Regions from separate parts of the Sus scrofa genome. Here region 1 is linked to region 2. A link is a contact called in public Hi-C data. All regions are on one chromosome and are shown on one strand. Each heading gives the region's core, a stretch centred on a gene start, on an enhancer-like site or on the middle of the called end of the contact. The rest is flanking DNA. Distances are from core to core; before and after follow the strand shown.

Evidence for each region. Hi-C and Micro-C count contacts between places; a contact is called where the count stands out from the background.
Region 1: a contact with region 2 is called in a Hi-C map of liver, with 2.8 times the contacts expected there. The contact joins the enhancer-like site here to the promoter of UVRAG in region 2. A contact is called at or near these places in 1 of 5 promoter capture datasets (liver), 11 of 47 Hi-C or Micro-C datasets (alveolar macrophages, embryonic fibroblasts, fetal heart ventricle and 6 more) and 1 of 2 datasets of contacts at active chromatin or transcription factors (alveolar macrophages).

What each region holds. Positions count from the first base shown.
Region 1 is chr9:10,129,638-10,135,103 of Sscrofa11.1, reverse strand. The region is part of intron 4 of UVRAG (UV radiation resistance-associated gene protein); the gene reads right to left. Among named protein-coding and RNA genes, the nearest start is that of UVRAG, 44 kb to the right of the region's middle. Within about 2 kb of position 2,748, at least 11 of the 83 cell types and tissues checked have an H3K27ac peak or open chromatin away from gene starts, as enhancers often do. A contact at or near this core is called in liver, where this site is marked.
Region 2 is chr9:10,085,717-10,091,604 of Sscrofa11.1, reverse strand. It overlaps UVRAG (UV radiation resistance-associated gene protein), which reads right to left and starts at 2,826. Exons shown (of 16, transcript XM_021062526.1): 1 at 2,496-2,826. The coding sequence starts at 2,518.

The DNA of each region.
Region 1 (5,466 bases), core at 1,499-3,998, 44 kb before region 2:
CATTCTTTATACCATATATGACTGTTTGAAGCAAAAGCTCTAACTGTAGAGAGGGTCACATATATGAAATAACAGAACAGCCAGAACCATATGCTGCAAGGTTCTTCTGTTTTACATGAGGAAGTTAAGAGTATATGTAATGATCCTTAGAGCAATGACTACAAAATTAATACAAAGAAATATAGCTGGAAAGTCAGGCAAAAATTAAAAACAGAATACAAAAAAAAAATACATACTATATGATTATTCCATTTATATGATGTACTGTCCTAAAAGAGGCAAAACTCATCCATGGCGAAAAATAACTTCTTCTTGTGGGGATAAGAACTGAGCAACAGGGAATTTTCTGGAATGATGGCAAATGTATATGTCTTGACAGGTATATAGGCACTTACGAAAGTTCAGCAAGCTGCATGGTTAAAATGTATGCCTTTCATGGTATATAACTTTTACTTTTAAAAAAATCTGTAAATAAATATTGAACTCTAATGTATACGTTTGTTTCTTACAGTGGGAAGAATCAGTCATTCTAAGGCCACTTTCTGTGTTTTCTAAGCATGAGGAAATATTCTGAGCACAGTGGAAGCCAGGCTTTTCACGGTTGGAAGATGGAGTTACAAATGAATTGAGAGCTCAGGTGGACTGAAATTGGTAAGAATGGTGTGAATGCATTGTTTTTAATAGAGAGACAGACAGGACAATAGACATAGGGGTACCGTGTGTGTGTGTGTGTGTGTGTGTGTGTGTGTGTGTGTGTGTGTGTGTTCCTAGCTCAGTGCCTTAAGAAAGTCTGGAAGTAATGAGCACACCAGTAGCAATGAGCCTGCTCAGATCTGTCTATTCAGCAGTTTCACTAAAAGGAACCAAAGTTCCTCGGGGAAAAGGCTGATTCCAGGGCTGGGGCAGGAAGAGTACAAAGTGCCTCTGGGACATCTTGGGCCAGAGGGTAAGGAAGCACTCAAAGAATGATGCCAAAGGATCCATTCACAGAGCTCTCACTAACCAAACGTGGGATAAGTTCAGCATCAAAATAAATAATGATGCTAATAGATTATAACTCACTGAATAAAACAGAACCTTTGAGTCCATAAAGATGGAGATTAGTATTAATTAAATAGGAGATAAAGGAAAATTAGAATGCCAAATAATAAATATTCAAGGAGCGAGTTAGAAAATCAATGGATGCTAAAACTGGTGAGCAAGCATTTGATGAGAAGCAGGATGTATACAAAGCCTCCAAGTTTCTCCCCCACAAATCACTTATTAATTATAAAAGGAAAAATTAGGAGTTCCCATCATGGCACAGCGGAAACAAATTTGACCAGGAACCATGAGGTTGCAGGTTCGATCCCTCGCCTCGCTCAGTGGGTTAAGGATTCAGCGTTGCCAAGAGCTGTGGTGTAGGTCGCAGACGCGGCTCAGATCCTGCGTCGCTGTGGCTCTGGCGTAGGCTGGCAGCTGTAGCTCCAATTCGACCCCTAGCCTGGGAACTTCCATATGCCATGGGTGCAGGCCTAAAAAGCAAAAAAAAAAAAAAAGAATAAAAGAAAAGAAAAAGATAAATTATATTTTCACAATGGAAAAACTTGACAGGCACCACTGTAGTCAAGTGACAAAAGTTACCATCAATATTGGGACAAGCCAATAACATGTGTCTCCTAAAACAAAACACTGAATATAATATTGCATCTATGGTTTCCCTGCCAAAAATGCATAACCTGAATGTAATCATGAGGAAACAGACAAATTGAAAGAGAATCTACAAAATAACTGGTCTGTATAGTTTCAAAAATTGAAGCCAACACCCCCCCCCAAAAGGCTAAAAACAACTGTGCAGACTAATAAGAATAAAGCAGCATGACAACTAAAAACAGAGTGATTCTGAATTGGGTCCTGGAGAGTTGACAGTATCTGAATTATGACTGTGAATTAGTTCAGTGGAAACGTAAACTGGTACAGCCACTTGGAAAACAGGACAGAGGGAACTCAAAAAAATTGAAACTAGAACTACCGGAATTCCCACTGTGGCTCAGGGGAAACACATCTGACTGATATCCGTGAGGACGCAGGTTCAATCCCTGGCCTCTTTCAATGGGTTAAGGATCTGGCATTGCTGTGAGCTGTGGTGTAGGTCGCAGACACGGCTTGGACTTGGCGTGGCTGTGGCTGTGGCTGTGGCGCAGGCCGGCAGCTACAGCTCTGATTCAACCCCTAGCCTGGGAACCTCCATATGCCGTGCGTGTGGCCCTAAAAAGACCAAAAAAAAAAAAAAAAAAAAAACCAAAAAACAAAAGCTACAGCTACTATATGATCTAATAATCCCTTTTCTGGGTAGCTATCCAAAGGAAATGAAACCAGTATCTATATATATATATGTGTGTATACACACACACCAAAACATCACACCACACACCTTAATATACACAATTTCTGTCAACTGTCCCTCAACAAAGCTGGGGGTGGGGGATGAAGGCCTGTGGTTGGATAAATGTACTGTGTCCAAGTTATACTTTTCTGTGATTATGTAAAACGCTCCTTGTTTGTAGGAAATATACACTGAAATGTTTGGTAGTAGCAAATCTCTTTTTGAAAGATTCGAAGCAAATCTTTCATTAGTTATTTTAAGAAGCTAAAGTTATTCTTAGACAAATTTATTGAAAATGATGGGCAATGGGGATAGGAAATAATATTTTGGGTAAAACAGAGCAGGTAACTGTGAAACAGTAAGACTAAATTTCATACTCGGCCGCAGGAATGAATGGAAGGGAGCCAGCCACTTCTGATAACGGCGGGCTAGAAAATCCTCCCACTGAAAACAACTAAGAATGCCAGCTGAACTTTTTTTTTTTTTTTTTTTGGCTGCAACTGGCATGCAGAAGTTTCTGGGCCAGAGATCAAACCCGCACCACAGCAGCAATCCAAGGTCCAGTAGTGACAACACCTGATCCTTTAACCGCTAGGTCACCAGGGAATTTCATATTTTTAAAAATAATAATAAAGCACCATCATCACCAAAGATTTTCCAAGCCAAAAGGAAAGCTAGAACCCAGAGAGATAAGTGGAGATCCAGAGGGCTATTCTCTTAAAGGCACTAACTGAACTATATAAACTGGACGCGTTGCAGTCTTAAAAGGCAACAGGAACATGATTCAAAGCCCAGGCCCAGGCCCGGGCCCCAGCCATGCCTACAAGAGGTCCCTCTCCACAGTGAGCTGGGACCATGAAAGTGCAGGAGTGAAACAGCAGGGTAGAATGGAATTCAATAAACCACCAACTGCACAAATGCTTAGAGAAACAAAAACAGGAAGCATACCAAAAGGACCGCTTAAACTGTCAAATTAGATGGAATAGAATCCTGTAAACTTAAAAAAAAAAAAGAAAAGAAAAGAGCCTTGGAGTTCCTTGGTGCCTCAGAGGGTTAAGGATCCAGCATTGTCACTGGTGTGGCTCTGGTTATTGTTACGGTATGGGCTTGATCCCTGGCCCGGGAACTCCTGATACCTCTTGGTTATTAAAGAAATACACATATAAAGAAAATATCAAAGCAGAAACAAGTGACCACTATTCTTATCACTTACCACAAATGTATGGTCACAAGAAATACACCTAAGAATCAAAAACGCTGTTCCAACTTTCCCAAAACATACAAGTCTTAAGAATTGCAAACTAAATGTATAAGCAGTCCTTATTCCTCAGCCCAATAAACTCCCTTTGCCCTGCCTCGTTCACCTGTCTTCATCCTTCCTGTCTTGCCACTGTTAGAAACCTTTCCTAACCACCCTCCCCTCCATGTTTCCACAGACTCCTCTTCTTCCCTGGTCCTGTAATTGCAGGGGTCAATTGCCCCCCCCCCCCCCAATTATGTAACTGTCCGGCAGAGACTGCAAAGCCTTGAAGATGAGGAAGGGTAACACCAGAAACTTAAGACGACACAGGCAAGAGCAGCGACCCCTACTCTCTCTGCCTCTGCCTCTCTCTTCTCTTCTCTCTCTCTCTCTCATGCACACAACACGCACACCCCACACAGACACACACACACACAGGCACACACACACAGACACACACACACATACACAGTTAATTCATTTGGTCACAATTCAACTAAAACATATACTTGTTTAAGCTTCCCTCAGGCCAGTAACTCTTTAAAAGTGTCTATTCTGTTCATCCAGCTTTTTCCCAAGATTTAAAAACAGCTCTAGCCGTCACAATTCCAACAGAAGTTTTGGTTCTGACAAGTATGTCACACGCTTTCCCTAAAAATACAGAGCTTTGTTTATTCAATTACAAGGCCCATCACGGGCCTCCACTAGACCCAGCGGAAGGAAGTGTGACATAAGGGAGGCAGCACAAAGCTGTCAAAGAGCCGGGCTCCCCACCAGCTCTGGTCCTAGAGCAAGTTCCTCCATCTGTCTGAACTTCAGTTTCCTTCACTCTAACACAGGAATCCTTCTGACTTTGTAGCACTGCTATCGGGATGAGAAACAATGTGTGTAATGCATCCCATACACACCTGAATCACAAGTGAGAACTTAAAAATTAACACCTCCTTGGAGGTCCCTTCGTGGCGCAGTGGTTAACGAATCCGACCAGGAACCATGAGGTTGCGGGTTCGGTCCCTGCCCTTGCTCAGTGGGTTAACGATCCGGCGTTGCCGTGAGCTGTGGTGTAGGTTGCAGACGCGGCTCGGATCCCGCGTTGCTGTGGCTCTGGCGTAGGCCGGTGGCTACAGCTCCGATTCAACCCCTAGCCTGGGAACTTCCATATGCCGCGGGAGCGGCCCAAGAAATAGCAACAACAACAACAACAACTACAAAAGACAAAAAGACCAAAAAAAAAATACTAAGGATCTAACTTCCTCCTGAACCAGAAACAAAAAAGTTCCCAAAAGCTAACAAGTGGTTTGGAGGGTAAGGTTAGTCGAAGCCAGAGATAGGAAAGTGGAATTAGGAATTCGCCACTGTGTGTTCTATGCTAGATACAGCTGGGAAGAGACCAGGACCCCGACCCATACTTGCAGACACCTCACCGTTCAGCCTGTCAAGGGGGGTTATTCTAGTTAATGCAGCCGACACTTACCGCACTTCTCTGGGCAAAGCACTGTGCTAAGGACACTGGAAAGCAGGAAAATGAGTAAGTTGGGGTCCTTGGCCACCAGATGCTCCCAATTTTGTGTGACCTTCCAAAATCTCATCCTCACGCCATCCACCCCCTGGCTACCACCTGCTGTCTCTCCAGGTCTCTTCGTCCTCTGCTCTGATCCGCAGTCCCTTAGGCTGTCTCGGTCACGCTTGCCTAGCAAATCTCGAACTGCTCACTCCACGCCAGCCATGCTAACTTCTTAGCCACTCCCTGAAATCCTCAAATGCACTCCTACCTTCTTGGCCTGGGACAGTCTTCCTCCACGAAGATACACAGCTTGTTCCCTCCCTCTTTTCAGGTATCTGCTCAAATGGGATCTTCTCT
Region 2 (5,888 bases), core at 1,577-4,076:
AGCCCTAAAAAAGGAAAAGAAAGGAAGAAAGGAAGAAGAAAAAAGGAAAGAAAGAAGGAAGGAAGGATGGAAAGAAAGAAATTCATTCTATGACTCTCACCAACAATAATGAGCAAAAGAATACACTTTGCATGACTCCACGTATATATAATTTAAGAACAGGCAAAAACTTTCATGTTAGAAATCAAAATAGTGATTCCTTTGGAGAGAAAGGAAAGAGAGACTGAGAGAACACAAGGGGGACTTGTGGGACGTAATAATTGTGTATTTCTTAATTGGGCTAAAACTTTTTGCTTTTGAACAATTCATTAAGCTGTGTACTAATACACACACTGTATATGGAAAACCCTTCAACAAAAACGCTTACTTTTTAAAATATTCTATATTTCTATCCTAAAAACTTGAGCATTTTGACCCAGAAAGCGAAGCTAATGTCAAGAGCAAAAGCAAAAGTGCTTTTGTTATATAGGCTGCCTTCCAAGAATTCAAGGAGGATGACACCCCCAGAAAGCTGTAAATCCCACACTCAGCGATCATACAGCGTTCAGCCCTACACTCAGGCCACTATATATCCCTGGGCACGAATCCAAACACTGGACAAACGCTTACAAATGCAGTTGGATTTGGTCCGTGGACAGTTTGTTTGGATTATTTCCCCCAATGTTAAATTGGGAACTGTTATCAGAGAACAGGCTCTAGGAAACAAATGATGCTTTCTCTTTCCTAATTCCACATTTCCCCAAAGCGCTCCCAAACTAAATCCCTCTTGGCTCTGGACTCAGGAGGTCTCCAGGATGCCTGTAACAGTGGCCACCACTGCCTATCCCAGTCATCCACCTACACACACTTGCAAATTCGCATGAATGCTCATTCCTGAGGCTAGTCTCCCCCACCAGGCTTTCACTCTCCCCCAGCACCTCGTAAATACAATCCAAACGTCACCACCCTGAAGCTCCTAAGATTCTCCACAAACTCCCTTCCCAAGAGGGCCACAAAACCCGGGCCCGCGCTATGCCAGTCTTTTCAATCCTCTGTTACCGCACAAAAAGCCCTTGCTTCTGCAAACAACTCAGCTCAATGGCCACCACTGTCGCGCTGATGTCCAACTCTCCTCTTCCTTTAGCAGCCCCCACGTCTCCACACTTTCCCGTATTCAATCCATCCCGTTTCCCACCGACCCTCTGCCCCCAACCTCCGCACTCTTCCGGAAGTCTGGCTCTTTCCTAAATACTAAGACAGGGATGGGAAGCTGGAGGAAGGGTAGGAAGGAAAGTGCTCTGTCTTGTGTGAAGATAGCGGAGAAAAGGTTGCTCAAGTCTGCAGCACGACAACCACGTGCTGGGGCTGTAATCGGTCACCAGCTGGATTCTGAAACCCAGCCCAGCCACTTAGTAACTGCAGGGCTTGGCCGTATTTAAGCCTCAGTCTCCTGACCTACAAAATGGGGCTAATAAAAATCGCTACTTCCCAGACGTGGGAGATTAAATTAACCAGCAGCCAGTTGAGCACCTGGCATTAATCTAACATGGTTCACACTCAATAACTGATCGTTTTCCTGAGGTCCACTTCATGGAAAGGGGATGATGAAAGGCATTCTAAGTCTCTTTAATGCTAAGGTTCCTGCGAAGTCTCCTCTTGGGAGATAGAAAGAAGCAAGGGAGAGAAGGAAGGAAGAGGCACTCCACAGACGTGGGTGACACAAAGAATTCTGTCAGGTCCCCAAACTCGGTGTCCTCGCTTTCTTATCCGCCTACAATGTGGATCCAAGCGTGGCTCAAAGAAGCCCTCCCTGTAAGCCTGGCTAAAGAATATGCACATGAATATGTACATCAAATCGTCCTTCCACAGATACTCTTTTGACCGAATGCAATAGCAAAGCGCCCCCCTAAACGGCTAAAATGCTCTCCGTGGAAGTCGGAGGACGAGGAAGGAAACCCAAAGCCTCAAAAGAATTTTCTTGAGAAGCTCAGTGGAGTACTTCATAATAAGGAGAGATTAAAAGTAAATGCTCGAAACCCTAAAGACTCCTCACTTCTCCGCAACTACAGAGTACCAATTAGTTTGTCATCAAGTAAGTGGGTTGAGGAAAGAAAAGAGGTTCCCCGTCTCTCCTGGGACACCAGGGCTTCCCCGGGTCCCTCCCCAAGCGGATAAAGGGGAGGGTCTGCGCCAGGGAATCCCCAGCTCCTTACGCAGGGAGTGGCGGACACCCGCCGGGCCCCCTAGGGAGTTTCACTGGATCCCTTCCCGCCCCTTCCCAGCCCATCTCCTGCAAAGGGAGGTCTCCTGGGACCCGGGAATCCCCCAGAGGTTCGGCCATCCCTGGATCCTTCTTTCTCCTCCCAAGACCTCTGGACAGCCCTCCCCGGCCCTCCAAGTTCTCCCCGGCCACTTCTCAGGGTCTCCCGGCTGGCACGGAATCAGCCCGCCGGCTACGGGGTCCCCTCACGAGCCTCCTCCCAGCCCCTCCCAGCGCCGCGAGCCCGCGGGGTTACCTGCTGAGACGGCAGCTCCACATGCAGGGCCCGCGCGGTGGAACCGGGAGGCAGCGCGGCGGCCTGGCCCGGGGGCGGCTGGGGGATCGGGCCCCCGACCGACGCCGAGGTGCTCATCTCAACCCGGGGGCCGCCAAGCGGCGGGGCCCGCGCTCCTCCGGCATCCGCCACCACCGCCCAGTCACGACCTGCCGAGCCCCTACAGCCCAGAAACCAACCACCCGAGAGGCAGGACCTCTCTACCCCACCTCCGCCTGCCGCCGCCGCTCGCTAAGGAAGAGCCATATTACCGCAGTGCAACCCCCCACCACCCGCTGAGACCTGGCTTGCCCATTGGTTCGGCTCTCACGGGGGCGGGAACCAAGGACAGACGAGGGACGTGCTATTGGGCAGACGGTCTGTCCATCGCGGGTAGGAATGAACCAGGGGCGGAGGGACCCAGGGACGGCCTAAATTGCGCCTGTCAAGCCGGGGTGAAACCTGGGGCGTTGCTTCTTTTCTTTCCAGTCTAATTGGGTCTTTCACTACCAAGGGGCGGGGCCTCTGGGAGGAGCCGCGGAGACCATTGCTCGAGGTCGCTGTCAGTTGTCTGTAAAGGAAATGAGGGGCGGAGTCTGATTAGGTAGACTGTGCGCTCGGGCTCTGGTGTCACGTGTAGGAGGCAGGAGAGTCACCTGATTAGTGAGAGTCAGTTTTGGGAGCCGCTTCCGCCCTAACCTAGTTGCCATGGTAACTGGCCTCTCCTGGAGAGCGGGGACTTCCTTGGCACCAGCTGAGTCTGTAGTTGCAAACCCCGGAGCAGGCTTTTCCTGAGGGGCTCCTGTCGACGTGCGGGGCTTGAAAAGAATATTTTACGCTTCTGCAGAAAACCACCACGCAGGATGTACTGAGACCAGAAACTTGTCGGGCAGTTCCACCAGCTCCACCCACGACCAATTCCATCCCACAAGTCCCGCCCTTCCTGCCCCTGCACTAACTGGTACGCTGAGCCAGGCACTCAGGATGCTATTTCATTTCTGTGAGTGGGTTGTTTATGCTGTCCCTGAAAAGCCTTCTCTACTTTTCTCCTCCTGATTAATGAGGCTTACTTGCCCATCAGATCTCATCTGGGCCTAGGATCCTTTTATTTTGGGGGCCACGCCCTTTGGCAAAAGAACGTTCCCAGGCCGGGGATGGAATTCTCTCCGCAGCTGCTACCTACAACCTACCACAGCTGTGTGGCAAGCAGGATCCTTAACCCAGAGGGGTGGGGGTGGAGGGAACGCGGGGTGGAACCCACGCCGTAGCAGCTACCTGAGCAACACTGGATCCTTAATTCTCTGTGCCACAGTGGGACCTGCTGGGATCCTTTCTTGAACATCTGTGATTCCCTCTGGGACCCTGAATTAGGAAACTTACCTCTACCACATTCCTGATTATTCTATCCATCGTCTTTTAATAAGTGTGTAAGACACATGTAGCCACACGTACCCCTTCCACAAACAGAATGAATTCCTCAAGCAGGAGAATCTTCTCTGATTCACCTCTGGATTCCCAGCACGGGGCAGAGAATTAGGACGTGTTTTTGAAGTGAAAACCCAGTTCAAATGCTGCTTCTTCCATAAAGACTTCCTTTTTTTTTTTTTTTTTTTTTTTTTTTTGTCTTCTGTCTTTTTAGGGCTGCACCAGTGGCATATGGAGGTTCCCAGGCTAGGGGTCTAATCGGAGTTGTTGCTGCTGGCCTATGCTAGAGCCACAGCAATGCCAGATCTGAGCCCCGTCTGCGACCTACACCACAGCTCACAGCAATGCCGGATCCTTAACCCACTGAGCAAGGCCAGGGATCGAACCTGCAACCTCATGGTTCCTAGTCGGATTCATTTCCACTGCGCCAAGATGGGAACTCCCATAAAGACTTCCTTGATCATAATGATAGCATCTATAGCAATTGCTTCCATAGTAAATACCATGGAGTCATTCTGCAGAAATAATGACCTGCCTTTTTCCCTCCTAGACTGTGAGTTTCCCCACCATATAGACCGATGTAGCAGAAAGAACACAGTGTTTTAGAGTTAGGCACAGCAGGAATCAGGAACTTTTGGAATCTTGGCTCTGCCACCTTTTAGCTACATGTTCCTAGGCAAGCCAGTTCCGCTCTCTCAGCTGTAATTTTTCCCATCTGCCAAACAGTAGCAAGGTTGCTGTGGGAATTAAGTAAATCAATGTAAATAAAGTGCCAAGTGCGGGGCCTCAGATGTAATAATTTCATTAAAAATATTTTAATAAAAAGAGAAGCATACTATCTTTCAAGAGTGTTCAGAAGCCTGAAGACACTTTGGATCGGATCCCAGCACTGGCTAAGATGGATGTCACAGAAACACCGAGAGTGGTTCCTCATGACGAGAGAGCCTAGGCTGTGTGATCAGGTGTTTGTTTAGAAGGGAGCAATTGGGAAATCCCAAACTTCATCTGGTTACAAAATCTGGTGGAATTTCACAGAAAACATTTGTCTGTTTCCAAGCTGGATTCGTTTCCTGAGGCTGCTGTATCATATTACTACAAACTGGGTAGCTTAAAACAACAGACGTGATTCTTTGGCAGTTCTAGAGGCCAGAAGCCCTAAATCAAGGGGCTTAATGCTTGTTCTGAGGGAAGTCGGGGGCTGTGGGAGCCGGAGAAGACAGTCAGATTTCACGGCAGGGAGTTCCCGTCGTGGCACAGTGGTTAACGAATCTGACGAGGAACCATGAGGTTGTGGGTTCGATCCCTAGCCTTGCTCAGTGGGTTAAGGCTCTGGCGTTGCGTGAGCTGTGGTGTAGGTCGCAGACCGGGCTCAGATCTGGCATTGCTGTGGCTCTGGCGTAGGCTGGCGGCTACAGCTCCGATTCAACCCCTAGCCTGGGAACTTCCATATGCTGCGGGTGCAGCCCTAGGAAAGACAAAAAGACCAAAAAAAAAAAAAAAAGAGAGAGAGAGATTTCACAGCAGAGCTGACATTTAACCTGGATACCGAGGGACCAATAAGAGTTCAGCAGGCAGGAGGGAAGAAAGCAGAGGGATCGGATGCAGGTTTTTCCCCCAAGCTTTCACTGAAGCTCAGCTCTGCATCAGGCAGATTATCAGAAACAGACAATACAGAACTGGGAGTTCCCATCGTGTCTCAGCGGTAACGAATCCCACTAGTATCCATGAGAATGCAGGTTCCATCTCTGGACCCGCTCAGTGGGTTAAGGATCCAGCATTGCCATGAGCTGGGGTGCATGTAGGTTGCAGACATGGCTTGGATCCGGTGTTGTTGCTGTGGCTGCGGTGTAGGCCAGCAGCTGCAGCTCTGACCTGGGAACTTCCATATGCTGCAGATGCAGCCCTAAAAAAAAAAAAAAAAAAAAAAGAACCAAAGTAAATAAATAACCC